2 separate regions of the Mus musculus genome follow, and region 2 is linked to region 1. The links are chromatin contacts, called in public ChIA-PET maps. All regions are on one chromosome and are shown on one strand. The core of a region is the stretch at or near the end of the contact, and the rest is flanking DNA. Distances in the headings are between cores, read along the strand shown.

Region 1 (6,567 bases), core at 1,119-3,618:
ATATCGGCACGAGGAGGTGGAGAAAAGGGAGTTGTGGGTCCTTGTCTTTCGGAGCAGCTGGAGGGGAAACAGAAAGAAACTAAGGCATGCCAGGCTCCTCTCATTAGCCCATTTAGTCTCCCTAACATCTGAGCCCCCTTTACTGGGTCTAGATAGCAAAATAGTTCAGTGAAGATGCTGGCATTCACCCTAGGTCCAGCCCCTCAGCCCTGGGGTGAGGGTGGGGCATCCCCCGGTCCTGCAGCACATACCGCTTCCTGCATCGCCGGAGCCGGCTGACGTCAGGCAGGCCAGGTGGATAACCATGCCCCTTGGTCTTGGCTGTTCGACGCAACTTGGAGAAAGACTCAAATATGGTGGGGACTGCCCCCTCCTTCAGCCTGTGATACCCACTGTGGGGAAAAGCAGCCCAGATGAGCTGGAGAAAAGAACGCTGCCACGTCCCCTGATTCCCCACATAAGGCCCTGCAGAGGCGTAGGACCTCTAGGGATGAGAAAGGCCCCAAGGCACACTGCCAGTAGCAATCTCAAGAATGCCACGTGTGGTAAAATCAAACTCATCTTCCCTGTGAATGAGCTTCCCGGGTTAAGGTGAATGGAGAACCCACCAGCAGGGATAGGTGGACGGCTGGAAGAACTAGGTGCTAACCATCCTATGAAAAAGCTGTTTTTCTTTTGCATGGAGCGGCTAACCTCAGGTGACTTCCTTAATCATTCTCTACCTTTGTTTTTAAAGATTTTTTTCCTTAAAAACCTTTTTTATTTTTATGTGTATAAGTGTTTGCCTATGACTGTTCACCGAATGCGTGCCTAGTACCTACAGAGGTTAGAAAAGGATAAAGGATCACTTGGAACTGGAGTGAGCCAGTTCCAGTTCCAGACTGCTATAAGCCATTATGTGGGTGGTGGGAAATGAACACAGGTCTTCTGGAAGAACAGCCAGTGAGTGCTCGTAACCTCTGAGCCAGCTCTACTGATGTGTATGAATATTTTGCCTGCATGTACATATGTGTACCCGTGCCCTCAGAGGTAGATTGAACCCCAGTCCTCTGTAATGCTCTAAAATGGTTAAGCCATCTCTCCAGCCCTTCCACCTTATTTTTTTAAAGACAAGTTTCTCAACTCAACACAGGGCTCAACAACTCATCTAGACTAGCTTTTCCATAAGTCCTTGGGATCCCCTTTTTGTTTTGTCTTCTCCAGGACTGGGATTAAAGGAACAAGCAATCACATGTGGCTTTTTATTTGGGTCCTTGAATCTGAAATCAGGTCCTAATGCTTGCATACCACGTCTTTAGCAAAGGGGGCTATTTCCCCAGCCTGGAAAGCCTGATTTTCTCTAATGTCACTGGCACAGTGATCCTGGGATCATGCTTTAACTGTACAAAACTGGAAAGAGGCTTGGCACGCTTGACAACTGGTCTGCTTGTCTCTGAGCATGCCAGCGGATGTGCATGGACTCCACCAGGGCAAAGAGCTGCCTCGTTTGACCCACTGCTCTGATGCCTCACAACCTGTCCTGGTGTTAGCTGGCAGAAAGACCCACCTGATTCCCACCAGCTCAAAGCAGTTTTCCTCGAAGTGTTTGGAGCAGAAGTAGATGTACTCAGAGGTCGGATCCCACAGGCCCTGGCCGCTGGGGTCCAGCCGCTGACAGTTGGCCAGCCACAAGCCGCGCCTGGGGTTGTCTTTCTTGGGAAGTCTGCAGAGCCACAAAACCGTGAGCACCAGACTGTCTACAGTCCTGCGTTCAGGATGCCCAAGCTCCCCAAGCAAGAATGGCAGACCTCCCCGCGACCCTTTCAGATTACCACCCGCTGGGGGAAAGGAGAAACTGAGAACGAGAGAAAGAAAGGGGCCGGCTCAGCATCATCTAGCAGGAATGAGTCGGAGCTGTAAATCCAAGCCAGGTAAGCGTCCAGTCCTTTTTCCGGCTGGACTCGAGACTATGCGCCCTTCCCTGTCACCCTCCCGCTCACAAGTTCAAGCCTCACATCGACCTCGGGAAAGCGCCGTCTCCTGCGAGGCCTAAGGTGCGGCAACACCGGCGCCTGCGCTATGAGCCCTCGCGTGCCACTACGCACGCGCGCTGACCTGTGGAAGGAGATGCCGCGGTTGCGAGTCTCGCGCGTATCCCGTGTGCAGCAGCCGGCGGCGGAGCAGTGTCGCGGCATCTGGGGAAGGGGCGGGATCTGGGTGGTGGGCGGCAGTCGGGGGAGGACTGTCTTCACGCCCAACTGTCACTCCCTCCAGAGGGCCCGAGCCGGTCGGCTCCCCGAGGCCCGACCCCGTACCAGTCTTGTCCTAGCTCGTTCTATAGACTCCCGTCAGCGGTACTCACGGTCTTGCCATTGCTGCGCCGCCAAAATCTCGCGATGGGTGGATCGACGCGGAAGTTGGGAGCAGAGATACTCCGTCGCCCGTGGCGCGGGCCCCCAAGGGGCGGGACCGGAAGAGATCCTGGCGGGGCGGGCCACCGGATGTTGGGAGTGAGGGATGGCGATCGTCGCTCCCGAGTTGAGGTTTCTGCATCTGTAGTTTCGGGTCCCTGTTTTGTTTGAGCGTCTGTCGTTTGGACGAAGCAGCTGGGTGTGGTCTGTACTGCTCCCTGAACAACGTACGCGCACACTCTGGTTGAAAAAGATCCACCACCAAGAAAAACCTGGGCTCTTTACTGAAAGAACTCGGCCACGGACTGGTGGCTCAGCACTTGCTACCAACCCTGAAGATTGAATTTGATCCCCAGGACGCAACCTGCTGGAAGGAGAGAACCAACGTCCAGTAATTGTCCTTTGATCCCCATATACATGCACAAAATAAAATGTTAACGACACATTTAGAACATTTTCTTTTAATGGCCTTGTAAAGGCCTGGGTGAAGATAGTGACCTTATGGGAGGCCGTCCCAATATACTAAGTAGCAACTGTCCAGTTATCGGAATGTTCATTTTTCAAACCCTGAGACGCTAGCCGGTGTGTTCCGAGAGCACGGTTTCCCCAGTGATGCTTTGAAGGGGGATTTCTCTGACCACAGGATCAGGCGTTTTACATTCTAGGCTCACTTTTGTAGCAGGAACAAAGTCAGAAATGGGTTCCTTGGGTTTCTGCTGGGGGAAGAGAGGTGAACAATTACAATCTTGGGATGCAGAAGGGGAGGTTATGGGACTCCAGGCCTGAAGGGCACAAAGGCATACTTGATCTAAGTACCGGCGAGGTTGGGTAGCCTGTTATGCTCCTGTAGAGGAGTTGTCTTGGCTGAAAAGGTCATCGAAGCCCCTATTTAGTTGGTTTTGATTTTTCCTGATCTGTTGGAGGCATTCATCCCTATATAAAGCCTCCCATTGAAGGAATAGGGGGCAAGAAGGACCAACCGATGTGCTGGCTCAGTAGTGTACTTAGAGCTGCACAAGACTCAGAAGAATGGATTTGGCCCAGGGTGCATGAGTACCATCCTCCTTTTGATTGTCTAACCTCTTTTAATTCATTGGCCCAGTAGGGATACCAGTGTAGGGGCAGAGAGTAAGTGAGTTGAAAACATGGAAAACCCAGGTGTTACTTTATTTGTGCTGAAGTTTGGACGAATCTCTAATTTCACATAGTTGGTGGGTGTGGGAGGTAGAAGACAAAGAGCCTTCAAGAGTTCTATGAGTGTTCTTAGGGTGTGAGGGAGGCAGGAGGGGGCATAAGGCATCAGTGGGGCATAAAGAGGGTGTGTGTGGATGTGGCAGGTCATTTTCTAATATACTCAATGGCCTGTTCAAGGGCAGTGAGCTCCACCTAGGGGCAGTCTTCAGGGCGCTCCTCCACAAGATGTGGCCAGACAATAGACTTCACCTAGGTTAGAAGACTCCACCCTAGGTGGGCTAGGCAACTGTGGTAAAACAAGGTCTGATTCAGCCTGTTCAAGGCTAGCCCCGACCAAAAGAAGTTGCCCCTTCACCGTAGTCAGTCCCTTGCGATGCCTCAAATTGAAGGTAAAGGAAGAAGGAAGAACCAGCTGAGGATCCTCAGGTTGGGATGCTGATGTCCCTCAGAAGGAAATCCTTGCCATCTTCCGAGCATCCCTGTTTGAGCCCCAGATGTGGGTCCTTTGCTCCCGACTGGGCGTTGATCACTGGTGGTCTCAGGATGCAGAGGAGCTGGGGAGCAGGGTCTCAGGCAGTGGTGAGTATTTTATTGAAATAGTGGGGCTAACTGACGTAGCTCAAGTCAGAGGGAGGAGAGGTAAGTGTTGCAGCGGGGGCAGGGACCTTCCAAGTGTATTAGATTAGCAGACCACAGTCTGTCGGGGTAATCTTTTTTTTCCCACAGTGTAAAGGTTGTCTTTGTACTATTCAAATGTTGATTTCTGTACCGGTGACGAGTTGAGTGCTGGCTGGACTTTGGTATTGGTTATTTTTATGGATCATCACCTGCTTCAGTATTTTGTAAACATACACCTCCCTCACCTTTTGATTGGTTTAACAAAGATCTGACGGCCAGTAGCTGAGGCAGGAGAGGAGAGGCGGGACTTCTGGGCAGAGATGGACTCTGTTGGAAGAATCAAGTTGACACGGAGTCGCTCGGACTTAGTGAGTGAGAAAAAGGTAATAGGCCACGTTACAGACATGGATTTATTAAATTCATCAAGCTACACACCAGCCAGAATGGCTAAAATAAAAAATTCAGGTGACAGCAGATGCTGGCGAGGATGTGGAGAAAGAGGAACACTTCTCCATTGCTGGTGGGATTGCAAGCTTGTACAATCACTCTGGAAGTCAGTCTGGCGGTTCCTCAGGAAATTGGACATTATACTACCAGAAGATCCAGCAATACCTCTCCTGGGCATATACCCAGAAGATGTTCCAACTGGTAATAAGGACACATGCTCCACTATGTTCATAGCAGCCTTATTTATAATAGCCAGAAGCTGGAAAGAACCCAGATGTCCCTCAACAGAGGAATGGATACAGAAAACGTGGTACATTTGCACAATGGAGTACTACTCAGCTATTAAAAACAATGAATTTATGAAACTCTTGGGCAAATGGATGTATCTGGAGGATATCATCCTTAGTGAGGTAACCCAATCACAAAAGAAGTCACTAGATATGCACTCACTGATAAGTGGATATTAGCCCAGAAACTTAGAATACCCAAGATACAATTTGCAAAACACAAGAAAATCAAGAAGAAGGAAGACCAAAGTGTGGATACTTCATACCTCCTTAGAATAGGGAACAAAATACCCATGAAAGGAGTTACAGAGACAAAGTTTGGAGCTAAGACGAAAGGATGGATCATCCAGAGACTACCCTACCCGGAGAACCATCCCATAATCAGCCACCAAACCCAGACACTATTGCATATGCCAGCAAGATTTTGCTGAAGGGACCCTGATATAGCTGTCTCGTGTGAGGCTATGCCAGTGCCTGGCAAACACAGAAGTGGATGCTCACAGTCAGCTATTGAATGGAACACAGGGCCCCCTATGGAGGAGCTAGAGAAGATACCCAAGGAGCTGAAGGGGTCTGCAACCTTATAGGTGGAACAACAATATGAACTAACCAGTACCCCCAGAGCTCGTGTCTCTAGCTGCATATGTAGCAGAAGATGGCCTAGTCGGCCATCATTGGGAAGAGAGGCCCCTTGGTCTTGCAAACTTTATATGCCCCAGTACAGGGAAACTCCAGGGCCAAGAAGTGGGAGTGGGTGGGTAGGGGAGCAGGGCAGGGGGAGGGTATAGGGAACTTTCAGGATAGCATTTGAAATGTAAATAAGCAAAATACCCAATAAAATTTAAAAAAATAAATAATTTCATCAAACTAGCCTGGGAGGTAGCCCGCTATCATGCCTAAGCTTTTATAACTAATAGGCCCAAGCCTGATTTGGGTAGGGAGCGGGCCCCATTCCTGCTGTGCTCTCAGAGAGATGTCACAAGTATGGTGAAGCCTCTCTCTCTCTCTCTCTCTCTCTCTCTCTGTGTGTGTGTGTGTGTGTGTGTGTGTGTTTCGAAAGAGGGTTTCTCTGTGTAGCCCTGGATGTCCTGGAACTCACTCTGTAGACCAGGCTGGCCTTAAACTCACAGATCTGCCTGCCTCTGCCTCTGGGATTAAATGCCTGTGATACCATGCCCAGCTACATTATGGTCTCTTTAAGCTCACCTTTATAAGGTTTTATTGTTGGCTACTCATGCCAATTTCAGCATCAGGGAAGGTTTTCGCTGCCATGGACTCTCTTTATAAACTTTGTAAACCCTTGCTGCACCAGAGTGGCCAGGCCTGAGGCGCTCCAGCAGCCAGACTCTACAAGAAAAAAAAATTGCACCAATTCCTGAGCTTGTTTAAAACATTAGGCTACATAATTCTTCCAATCTCAGGCCCCACTGGAAAGCTCTATAACGCCCCCCCCCCGGAAAAAGCCTGCTTTCTGCCCAGTTCTTTGCTGCTTCTTACCTGAGCAGAGACAGCCACCCTCCTGGGTTTTTCCCTCCCAATAAATGTCTTTTGTGAGGCTTGTCATACAGTGTGACTTTGTGACATTCCTTGGCTCCTAACTGACAGGATACCTCTCAGAGCAGAGCTGTAAC
Region 2 (6,567 bases), core at 1,503-4,002, 160 kb after region 1:
TGAGTGCTTATGTAGATAGTTTAACTGAAGTAGGAAGAACCAGTCTAGCTGTAGGAAGCACTTTTCCTTGGGCTGGTGTCCTGGACTGCATTTAAAAAAAAAAAAAAAAAAAAAGCTAGCCAGTTGAGTGCCAGCATCTGCTGCTTCCTGGCTGTAGCTGCAATGGGCCTCATGCTCCTGCTGCCATTGCATTCTAGTTATGCTGGACTGTATGCCCTTCAACTGTAAAGGGAAATGAACCCTTTCTTCCATAAGTTGCTTCTTTTAAGGTATTTTGTCACAGCATCAAGATAAGTAACTAATCTACCACTTCATAGGGCTGAGTGGGGAATCAGGTGGGCTCAAATATTTTAAGTACTTGTCATATGGACTTATCATGCACATAACTTTAGAGTCTATAAGTGAGTCATGAAATGTGAAGTCAGAAAATGTCAGTATGAGGAGAGCTTTACACACAAGCCCACACAGTGGACGCCTGTGCCCACCACCAACCAAAAGTGTGGTACACACTTCCAGACAAGAACATTCATGGTTCTCCTTGCCATGAGTCTGCACTGGACAGCCAGCGCGCCTAATGAAATCCTGGCTTCCTTCAGGTGGTGGGTGCTTGTGGACCTGCATGCTTGTCAGGATTTCAAGGAAAGCTCATTCCCTTCTTCCACAATTTGAAAGGTTCTCACTACAATATAGGCACCTACCTCCATGGGGAAGAGCAGGTAAAGAGGGCAGTCAGATGTCAGTGCTCAAACACACTGTCCAGAAAAACTACAGAGATTTCCAGGCATGGGCATACGCCTTCAATCCCAGCACATGGGAGACAGAGGCAGGTGATATCTGTAAGTTTCAGGCTAGTCAAAAGCGTCATGGTGAGTCCCTGTCTCAAATAAATAAATAAATGCAAAATAAAACAAAAATACAGACTGGCCAACAGTGCTTTTACAATCTGTTCTCTTCCAGTTAGTCAGGGCCTCCTTGTGTAGTCAGGGAGTTAGAGACAGCTTCAAAAGAAATCATCAAGGTACTACTTATAACAGTCAATAGGCTGTGACTCAAAGACAAGGCAGAGTGAACTGCACAGATGAAAGGCTGACCTCTAGTGCCTCCTTTGGTACCTATTCATCAGCCACTGGAAAGGTCTGAGTTGGCTGGTGTCTGTGGTGGCTATGCGATAGTCATTGTACTCCCTGGTCCAAACAGGCTCCTGATCACACCAAAAGGCAGAGGCAGTTTCTCTCTGAACCTCCTGCACTGGCCTTAAACTTCTGGTATCCAAAGAATGTTCTAGGACTTCTGAAGACTAAAAGCTTCCATCTCTTCCCTCCAGAAACACAAACACAGTGACATAATAAGGTCTAAGTTATGCCACTAGTGACACTGTAAGAGTCATGTAGGTTAGAGGGACATGCAATCATGAGTGAAGCTTCCCACTGACTTAGGAGAACCAAAGGGTTATACCTTTAAGCCATTAAGTTTTAGACTGGTATAAGCAAGCTGAACCAACAAAATTTACATTTTGGAAATAAATGATTCAAGTCAGGTTTTTGTTGTTGTCATCTGGTCCTGTCTATCTGTCCCCACCCCCACCTCGCAGCCCCAGCACATACAGCGTCTCATTATGTATGTAGCTCCAGCTGTCTTAGAACTCACTATGTAGTCCAAATGGGCCCCAAACTCACAGAAACCCAGCTGCCTCTGCCTCCAAGTGCTAAGATTAAAGGTGTGCACCATTACACCCGACTTCAATTACGTCTTTACCAAAATTCCTTTCACTGTAGTGTATGACTTTAATCCCAGCACTCAGGAGACAAGCAAACAAATTTCTGGAAGTTTGAGGTCAGCTTGCTCTAGCAAGTTCCAAGACAATGAGGGGTATATGAGAAACCATATTTCAAAAATAAAAGAAAGGTCATAATAGGGCTGTGGATATACCTCAGTGATAAAGTACTTTGCCCAAGTACCTGGCAAGAGCAGTAACCTCCCTCCCTCCCCCTCCCCCTCCCCCACCACCACCATAGACCTCAACAATAAAATATTCCATCTCTGAGATATTTGCAAATTAAATGATCTAGGTATCCAAATATATAAAAAACTACTAGGGCTGGCAAGATGGCTCAGTGGGTAAGAGCACTGACTGCTCTTCTGAAGATCCTGAGTTCAAATCCCAGCAACCACATGGTGGTTCACAACCACCCATAATGAGATCTGACACCCTCTTCTGGTGTGTCTGGAGCAAGTGGGTCCAACCAGAGCAAGCAGAGGTCCTAAAAATTCAATCCCCAACAACCACATGAAGGCTCACAACCATCTGTTCAGTTACAGTGTACCCATATACATAAAATAAATAACTAAATAAATCTTTAAAAAAAAAACTACTAAAAAGATCAACAAGTCAATTAAAAGAAGACCAAAAGATAAACATGGACATTTTTCCACAGAATGTTTACAGATGGCTCAAAAGCACTACAGAGACGTGTGACATCATCACTACGAAGACAAACAGCAATCAGAAGCACTGGTGACCACTTCTCACACACGGACATAGCAAAGACATTGGTGATTGTTGGGGGCAACAGAGCCTTATGTGGCTGGTAGATGACACACAGCTTAGAGGACAAACCTACTCAATCTTGGGACTGGCCTCTATCTTTAAAAAAAAAAAAAGAAGAGCCTGAGAACTTGACCTGCAGCTGAACCCAAGCTGCACCCAAGTACCAGGAAGAACCCCATGGCTTGTCCTTGCCCCATACCCCAGAGTTACCCCCTAGCTACTTCCTAGCAACAGCCAATCAAGATTACTCTGATTGTCTGAGATGTCCTTTCAGACCTTTTGTGATTGTTTGTGGTTTTGCTTCAGAGCACCCACAGTAGTCATTACAGTAGTCTTACAGCAGTCATTCAACTAGATGCTTGCCGGGCTAAAATCCCCTCTTAGCTCACCATTTCCTATAAAACCTTGTCCCACTGAGGGCTCGGGGCTGCACTCGACCATCCTGCTGTGTCAGGGTTGGTGGTGAGTGAGCCAAGCTTGAATAAAAGAGACCCTAGTTAGACTGCATCAGTATCAGCTCCTTTGTGGTCTTTTGGGGCTTGTGAACTGGCACAACACAGCTACTCGAGAAAACAGTTTAGAAACGTGAGCCCCAAGTATGTACAGAGTTTTTGTTTTCCTAAGAGAAATGAAAGAAGTCTTCAAATCAACAGACAAACAAACAAACAAACAAAAAACTAGTAGACAACCCTATAGGTGGAACAACATTATGAACTAACCAGTACCCCGGAGCTCTTGACTCTAGCTGCATATGTATCAAAAGATGGCCTAATCGGCCATCACTGGAAAGAGAGGCCCATTGGACACGCAAACTTTGTATGCCCCAGTACAGGGGAACGCCAGGGCCAAAAAGGGGGAGTGGGTGGGTAGGGGAGTGGGGGTGGGTGGGTATGGGGGACTTTTGGTATAGCATTGGAAATGTAAATGAGCTAAATACCTAATAAAAAATGGAAAAAAAAAAAACTAGTAGATGAAGCTGGGTGGTGGTAGCACATTCCTTTAATCCCAGCACTCAGGAGGCAGAGGCAGGCAGATCTCCGAATTTGAGGACAGCCTGGTCTACAGAATGAGTTCCAGAACAACCTGGGCTACACAGAGAAATCCTGTCTCAAGACAAAAACAACAACACCCCCTAGTACATGAGTATTTAAAATAAGTCATTTTTCATGATAGCTCTAAAATGAAAACCACTCAAATGAAGTCTGATTCATCAATATACAGAAAATGATACAGCCATCCAAGATGAAATATGACTCAACAAAGAGAGAGATCAGGGATGGTCACAGCGGCACATGCCTTTTTAATATAGAAGTAGGTGATCTCTGTTGAGGCCAGTCTAGTCTAGTCTACACCATGAAATCTTGGCTTGAAAAGAAGAAAAAAGAATCAGGTATGCACTACAACATGGTCAATGTATGAACCCTGATAAGATTGTGCTATGTGAAAAAAGTAAGTTACAAAAAACCCAAGTCATGCTGACTATGCTGATAAAGCAACTTCAGGTGGGAAAGCCCACTGCAATAAAGTAGGTGAGTATCTGCTGGTGGCCAGGAAATGGAGTGTGACTGCTAATGCCTACAAACTTGTGTAAAGTCTCTAACTCTACCCTGCATGATTGAACTATATACCTCCAGTGAGTGAATTTGATATACCTTAATTCAATCTCAACAATGCTTTTCAAAGAAAACAAATGTATGTTACCCATCCACAGAGGAGCCCATAGCTCTGGAAATCTGTCTGTCCATGTACTTGTACACAAAAACACACTGTCTGTCTCTACTCAATATCACTTCATTTTCTGCTATTTTTTGTCACTTTTTCTTTTTCTAAAAGATTTATTTATTGTTATATGTATGAGTACACTGTAGCTGTCTTCAGACACACCAGAAGAGGGCATCAGACCCCATTACAGATGATTATGAGCCACCATGTGGTTGCTAGGAATTGAACTCAGAACCTCTGGAAGAGCAGCCAGTGCTCTTAACTGCTGAGCCATCTCTCTAGGCCGTCACTTTTTCTTTAAAAAATAGATTGTTTATTTTATTTATTTGGAGAAGGTCTCACTTATAGCCCTGGCTAGTCTAGAGTTTAATATGTAGACCAGGCACCAGGCCGGCCTCAAATCCACCTGCGTCTGCCTCCTAAGTGCTAAGATTAAAAAGCATGCATCCAGCTTTAAATCAAAATTGTGTGGGTGTAGAGGTTGGGGCAGGAATGGAGTGAGGTGGGGTCAGTAGGTGATATGCATGTGAGCACAGGTGTCCATGGAATTTTAGGCTGCTGTGAACCATCCTACATGGGTACTGGGAACTGAACTTGAGTTGTCTTCGAGAACAGTATGGTCTTGTAATTGCTGAGTTATCGTTCAGCCTCTTCCTTCACTTCTAATTTCCACTCCTGAGAACTAACACACTGAAAGAAGGTCACATAGAGGCTGGTGCTGTACTAGCCTGGAAAGTCTTCTTCCAATTCTACCCGGCAAGTTCTACCCTCAACTTTTCCAGCATTGGCTGCCTCCCTGAACAGAGAAACCAAAGATGACTCTAGACCCCTGCCTCAGGGATGTGTAGCACAAAGCCAGCATCTCTTTTATAGGATCCAAGGAGCTTCCTGTGGGAATCACAGGGCCAACTACATATATATGACATGGTCAAAAATGAGGCCAGGGTCAGAGGCAGGGCCTGTAGCAGAAGTGCCAATCTAGGAGTCTTGACTTTTCTTCCATGGAACATGGGAGGTTCCAGAGTGTTGTGGCAAAGCCAGCTGTATCTGAGAGCAGCAAGCAAGCACTCCCCTCTCCAGGATACAAGTAGAAGGGGCTCAGTATCAGCAACACACTCCTCCTGGAATTACTCTGCTGGGGACTTTGGCCAGCAGGGTCTTACCCGGGTCTTGGCCTTCAGGAACACATGACTCTCCATATCCTTGCTAGATTTACTGTGGGCCACACCAGCTTTCCTCATGGCATCCTCACTGAAATACAAAAGAAGAGATGTGTCAAAACATTACCAAGTCCACCCTGGTAGACAGGTACTATCCCTGGGGAACTAGTCTGGCTGAAGTCCTGGGGAGGAACCAAGGAGAGGCACTCAGCAGGGCAGTGGCCAGAGTTAAACATTTGAGAAAAAGGGCAGGGCCATAAGAAGGTTGAAAAGAAAAGGCAATTACCTTAAAGAAAAGAGAAGCCCCTGGGCATTAAGGACAGGGGGACTGTCCCAAGAGATTGCTCACAATCAGCACTATTGATTAGGTCAGTGGGTGGCTAGCCAGACTCTATTTCTAGGCCTGTGAGTGCCTGAGCCCCTACCCAATTCTACATCTGAGTACTGTGAGACTGCAGTTCTACATTTCTCACCTATAAAATGAACAGTCCACACAAGCCACATCCCAATCCTCGCAAGGCAAGAGTCTGTGTATGTCAAGTAATGTCTTCATAACGGAACCAAAGAGACCAGCTCCAACTTCTAACTACTAAGCACAATAGGAGATAGTACACCAATGTACATTGTAAAACCACAACAAACATCGAAAACATATCTTATATACAGATAGAAAAAGGACTATCCTAGTAAAAGATATCCTTTTCACACTCCAGGGGAAAGAGCTATGCACATGGGCCAGAGCTCAGAGAGCACGTACTGCCTCCCTCTATCTGTACACACAACACAGAAAGAACAGGTTATGGGGGCTGGAGAGATGGTTCAGTGGTTAAGAGCACTCATTGCTCTCTCAGAGGACCTGAGTTTGATTCCTAGCACCCACACAGAGGCTCACAACCACCTGTAACTCGTTCCAGGAAATGTAGTATCTTCTTCTGCCTCTGAGGGCACTGCACTTGGTATTATGCATTCACGCAGGCAAAACATTCATACACATAAAAGAAAATAAGAAAATAAATATTTTCTAAAAAGAAAGAACAGGTATGCATCTGATAGAAAGAAACATATTACTTGGGGCTATGGGCCTGAAATACTGGCTACTCTGGTTGGTCACTGCCTGTCTTCTTGTAGCACTGGGTT

Evidence for each region. ChIA-PET counts read pairs in DNA pulled down with a chosen protein or histone mark.
Region 2: an RNA polymerase II ChIA-PET map of memory CD8 T cells shows a contact between it and region 1, with 14 read pairs. The contact joins the enhancer-like site here to the promoter of Thap7 in region 1. A contact is called at or near these places in 3 of 115 datasets of contacts at active chromatin or transcription factors (cardiomyocytes, embryonic stem cells and memory CD8 T cells) and 2 of 9 other capture datasets (adipose tissue and liver).

The regions. Positions count from the first base shown.
Region 1 is chr16:17,528,684-17,535,250 of GRCm38.p6, forward strand. It overlaps Thap7 (THAP domain containing 7), which reads right to left and starts at 2,369. Exons shown (of 5, transcript NM_026909.2): 1 at 2,342-2,369; 2 at 2,095-2,174; 3 at 1,547-1,702; 4 at 252-392; 5 at 1-57. The coding sequence starts at 2,174.
Region 2 is chr16:17,692,174-17,698,740 of GRCm38.p6, forward strand. Med15 (mediator complex subunit 15) reads right to left here. Exons shown (of 18, transcript NM_033609.3): 2 at 5,434-5,521. Among named protein-coding and RNA genes, the nearest start is that of Med15, 27 kb to the right of the region's middle. Within about 2 kb of position 2,753, at least 14 of the 459 cell types and tissues checked have an H3K27ac peak or open chromatin away from gene starts, as enhancers often do. A contact at or near this core is called in memory CD8 T cells, where this site is marked.